Regions from separate parts of the Gasterosteus aculeatus genome. Here region 1 is linked to region 2. The links are chromatin contacts, called in public Hi-C maps. All regions are on one chromosome and are shown on one strand. The core of a region is the stretch at or near the end of the contact, and the rest is flanking DNA. Distances in the headings are between cores, read along the strand shown.

What was found. A called contact is a pair of places that touch in the nucleus more often than the background predicts.
Region 1: a contact with region 2 is called in a Hi-C map of skeletal muscle, with 2.3 times the contacts expected there. The contact joins the enhancer-like site here to the promoter of cep290 in region 2. A contact is called at or near these places in 2 of 6 Hi-C or Micro-C datasets (skeletal muscle and tail fin).

Annotation. Positions count from the first base shown.
Region 1 is chrX:15,418,438-15,421,137 of fGasAcu3.hap1.1, reverse strand. All of the region lies in intron 10 of poc1b (POC1 centriolar protein B), which reads left to right. Among protein-coding and RNA genes, the nearest start is that of cep41, 12 kb to the left of the region's middle. Within about 2 kb of position 1,422, at least 3 of the 9 cell types and tissues checked have open chromatin away from gene starts, as enhancers often do.
Region 2 is chrX:15,252,967-15,255,666 of fGasAcu3.hap1.1, reverse strand. cep290 (centrosomal protein 290) reads left to right here and starts at 1,428. Exons shown (of 52, transcript XM_078082391.1): 1 at 1,428-2,248; 2 at 2,388-2,465; 3 at 2,656-2,700. The coding sequence starts at 2,144. tmtc3 (transmembrane O-mannosyltransferase targeting cadherins 3) reads right to left here and starts at 2,177. Exons shown (of 14, transcript XM_040162212.2): 1 at 1,977-2,177; 2 at 336-549; 3 at 1-94. The coding sequence starts at 524.

The DNA of each region.
Region 1 (2,700 bases), core at 173-2,672, 170 kb before region 2:
ATATGGGGGAAAGCTCTTATTTTTGTAATAATCGTCCATGTTTCTACCGTACGGACAAACCAACCACCCGCTCTAGATTGTGTCATTTGTGTTGTTGTTATTATTGCTTTAGTCCTCTTGTACGCAGACGTTTCTGTTTGTTGCAATTATCAGTCTGACCGACAGATGCCGCCACATCAACGCAGCAAAACTTTTATATATATATAATACAGCACAGAAATGGCTGAGGGTTGAAATAGTAAAAATATTTTATGCATCCATTGTCAAACCGCTTATCCTGGAGGCCATCAGTTAATGATCGAGAGGGAATTTACCATCAAGCCCACCAGGAGCAGATTTGTACGGTTGACAACATTGGGTGCATTTGGAGTGGACTTCTGGATTAAAGTGAACATTGCTGCATTGTTTGAACAACTCAGCAGTGTGTTGTTGTTGTTGTTTTTGGAAGCCATCGGTGTGACCATGAAGAGCAGTGCTATCGCACCATGTGAAATGATTGCGCTGGCCTTTTGAAGAGTCACATCTGCCTGTCCTTTGCTTTTTGTACGGCCATTCATTCTTGTTCAAAAAGGGACAAATCTATGTATTTTCCCAGTTTGTCATGTCAATACTCGTTGTGTTCTCACAATACTCGCACTCGAGAGAGGTCAATGAACCTTGAAATTTCTTCCGTGGCGTTAAGCCCGCCGCCGCCTTATTTCACTGCCGCGGATTTTGATTTGAGCCGGCATGTGCGGGAGGGAATGTCCATTAAAATGTGAATAATGTGGGTAAATCTTACTCAGGGGCTTCAAAATGGGCTAATCCCATGCAAAGCCACAATGACGCTCATTCACTTCCTTGCTGTGAAAGGATTCGCCTCTACTTGAGACTTTGGTGGGAAAGAAACCAAAGAAAAAAGCCCCTGGTTGGGATACGAGTCACTGAAGTTCTCAGCGAAAGGCCTCATGTCCTCGCTAACAAGAGACTTTTCTGCTGCGTGATCCATTCAAAGCATAAATCTGCAAGCGTGTTACTGTTCAGATCTGTGTCTGTCCTTTTGCTTTTGGCTCACACCTCCAGTAGAATTAAATCCGGCCTCGCTAACCCAGCGCCCGGAAGGGAAAAGGTTTCGCCCCGAAGACGGCAAGTAGCTCACCGCGAATCAAGACGCGCCTTTAACATAGTGAATCACGATCAATCAAGGATTTCGCAACTTCCTAAATTTGTCTGTCTCTGTTACCGTGGCAACGACCAAACCAGAGCCATTATTCAGAAACACCGCCTTCCCCATTCGTGTCTGGGCATAGTCCCTCGTCTCTGTGGATGACCAGCAAGCGGTTCCTGTCGGTGGAAGCCAAAGATACGAGAAGGGAGATAACACGAGGCGCCGCTGCCACTTGGCACGTAACGGAGGGAAAAGTAGAAGAAGAGGAAGTGTAGTAGGACGGAACGTGAAGGGGTGATGAAACTAGAGGAACCAGAGTTGCCGACTGACTCACAGGATGTAAACGTGACAGAGCACGCAGCCAAAGAAAGAAAGAACTGAAAGTTCCAGCAAATGGAAACGTGTGTCTGTATTTAGATGTCGACAAAGTCGCCCTTCCTCCTTCTGAGGCCTTGACTTTGGGACGAATGAGGCGTTTTTAGAACAATGTTTGCATAAAACAAGGGCGAAGCAGGGTTGTTTCCTCACGGACCTCTTTACAACCAGAGGAGTTTACCCCTGAAGGGTCAGTCGGTTGATTTCCCTCCTTCAGTGACCAGTGATTTCCGCCGTTTACGTCCCGCCTTTCTCAGGCTGTCAGAACTCCAATCAATTATTGCCCACATTTTAACACTAACTCTTTATACATCAATACATACACCAGGCAGTGAAGGACTTTTCATGGACGTTTTGTTTAATTGTATTTTCAAGGCTGAATCAGCGCTCAGCAGCCCAGGAATCCGAATCGAACTTGCTGGTCCCCAAAAGGTCCCTCTGGGGTTTCCAGAGGACGAAACCTCGCTGACCGGTCACACACACAAGCGTCTTTCACTACTCGCGTGGTGCTCCGCTCACACCTCGAGCAAGCAACAATTACCTCATAATGTAATGTTTATTGACAATGTGTTGCTTCTTCGCATACGGTGGACTTACTAATTAATTACTAATGGGACTCCTGAGTTTGGCCTGAACTCTTTTCCACCTCCACCTGATACGTAATAAGAATGGTCCACTAAGCATCCAAATGGTTGGTCTTTGTCTGTCGTTGTGGCACTTTTTATGTTTGCCGGTGTCCTTTCCCTCACACCGGTCCGATGAAGACGGGAGGTGAGGGGTCAGCCTTTGCTGCTCTGCTGACGTTAGTTTGGTGTGTCAGCGCCTTAATGCGAGAGCATTCAGGTTGCCTAGTGCAGACGGGCTGAGATTATATCAGACTCCCGGAGGCCGAGCGCGACAGCAGATGAGAACAGACACCGCTCCTCGCCATGGCAACAGCCCGGAGCTAACCGGTGATGGGAGGGCCTTTTAGCTGAGGTTAGACCCAAGGCCCTTGGCCTCGCGGTGAACGGGATGAACGGCATTGGGGGAGGCATTGTGTGCGTGCGTTAAGTGTCTGCTCACGTTGTCCAGATGCGGGCCCGAAGCACACGCCCCCGCCAGGATGAGCAGCGGGGCTAGCTGTCAACGTCTTGCGGTCCCAAAACAATCCACTTGAAGGCCGGCAAAGCCTGTTT
Region 2 (2,700 bases), core at 179-2,678:
GCAGATGGTAGGAAGCTGCGGTCAGCTCACTGAAGAGGTAGTTCAGTCGGAAGGTGAGAACGGTCAGCGGTCGATAAGACTTGTGGCTCCTCTCCTGTAGTCAAACAAAGATATCAGTTGACGGATTGAGAGACATCAAAGGCTTTCGAGCTAATCATATGACTGTGATGTGATCATAATGATTTCTCTCACGCTAACAACGGCAGATCGTTTAAAATCATGTTAAGTTGAACCAAAGTAACCTAAATAAAACTGCTTACTGACCACCCCTTAAACTAGGCCAAACCGTAAGCAAATACCGATAAACCGAAGGTGCATGGTGGGCCGTGAATTACCTCCGCCATGGGTGTTCCCCAGAAGTCATTGAGGAACAGGTTGCGCAGAGGGGTTGCGGGCCGTAGGTCCTTGTTGTCGAGAATTGCGGAGACGTCATCAAAGACAAAGCCGCACGACACACTGTTCCAGTAACATCCAACCACCAGTCCAGTCAAAAGTAAAATCTCCTTCCATGACACGACAGCCATGGCTGACCAAAGCCGTCATTGATCACTGTGCAGGAAAGAGGTATGACAAACATTCAAATGAGCAGACACCAATCAGGATTTCCTGATTGGACTCAATCACTATTCAATCATAATACCAATGCAGCTTTTCAAAGGACCTCACACACCAATATGTTACAGCGAGTAATCCACATTTAGTTTTTACTGTTCTTTTGTAGCTTCCTTGTCATATTACTCAATGACAGTTACGGTGGCTTAAATCTGTGGTGGTCCTCACTTCCAACACCCATTTTTTCTGGCACCCGGTTAAGTAGATTGCCATGTTTTTATTCTAGTCTGGAATTCTGGACTATCATCTGGCAGACTAATTACACGACAAGTGAAACTACCTGTGAGGATTTTAGCACACAGGCTGAAAAAACATAGCAGCCGGTAGTTAACTTCACAGTACCAGCTGGCTGCAAAAGCATTGGAGGGTGGATAGTAACAGCTTAGCAAGTGAATGAACTTATATCCTAATGAAATAGCTATTTAAGGGCAGGCATTGGACATTCGGACGAAATACACATTGCTATCACTCGACCGCGACAACATAAAAGCACAAAAAGCCCCAAATACCATTGATAATCTTGCAATCAAACCACTGGCTTTCAGCATAATATTAGCTAGCGGTACAGCGACTAGCTAATGCTAACTTGCTTTGACAAAAGTCTTTGCGCCGGATAAGGTGGGCGCAGATGTCTTGAAGGTATTTACTGAATTTCCTACCTACCGCGTTTATAAAATGGCAAACGGCGACTGCGGGATGGCATTAGAATCTTTGAATGGTGAACAATTAGTTACAAACCTACGAAGGGATCGATTCAGATAGCGGCATTCCACTTGCGAAAACGTTAGCCCGGAAGTGTCATTACTATCACTTCCGGGGCAGAGGTAACCGCGCAAATGAGACGTTAGCCGGAACAGACTCGGGTCTATGCGTCCAAAGGAAAGTTCTTAAAGTGCAACTTAGCGATACCTTTTTGTAACGCTGTGTCCTTTGTGTGTTTACAGTTTGGTTAAGACGCTTGCGAGGGTTCACGCTCCTCGTTTTACTTTAAGTTATATGCCTGTGGACTAGCTGGACTAGCTAGCTGACCGAGTCACTGCTGGTGTTGTCACGGTAACCTAGCAGACACGGCGTCACGTCACGGGAGTCCAACGATGGCTTCTTACCGCCGTCTCAACTCCTTTGAAATGTTAGTCTGTGTGTTCGACCTGGGACATTGCAATGTAACGTTATCTTACTGAGCGATGTAAACCTCGCCTACATTTGGTTAAAGCAATTACCACAAACCACAAGCGTCTCGCGAACTTATTCACGAACACGAGCGGAGTTATTGATCTCTGAATGTCGTTAGCTTAACCTGATGTCCTCTGAGCGTTATCATAAATGCAGCTAACGTGAGCTGCCGCTAGTTAAGGTTAGCTTACCTTTAGAAGCAATGTGGTGTACAAGCAAGTATAGAAAGATGAGGCTTATTTTGAGAAGCGAGGCCGTAACTCATCAACTTCAATGAGCTAGCTGACTCCTCCTCTGAGTTCAGGCGACATTTCTGCTCAATTCCTGCGTTAATATTTATAAGCGCGCCCCGGCCAAGATGCCTGCTACTCTGGAGTGGGATCAAGTGACGCGGATTAGCCCGGCGAGCCTCCTCGATTTTGACAAAACCCAGTTGGAAGAGGTCATCGACATGTTTGTTTTGGTAAATGTCACCGCCCGTACAAATGAATAGTTCTAGCATTAATTGCATTTCTGTTTAGGTGACAAATCACCAAGGCTTCCCTGTTTTTCGTAATGACCTCAAAGCAGTGATGACTGTTTTTTCACTTCTAACCACAAAGACAGAAGAATGGGAGGTGAAGGATAAAGCCCCAGAGAACATTGTTCAAGTCCTCCGATTGTTCCAGACACTGTTGAAGGTATCCAGTATTATTATTGTTAAATTCTCCCATGCAAATCTTAACAACAACCCCACTACTACGTGTCATTTATTTCAAATATAAGGACAATTTACTTTGTGCGCATAATAACTATGTATTTATTACATTTCTACCATGTGCTGCTTGATGCATAGCAATTAAAATAACAACTTTTTGCACTAACCGTCAGATCAAAGACCGAGAAGCTGCTTTTGGCTCCACAATTCTTGATCAA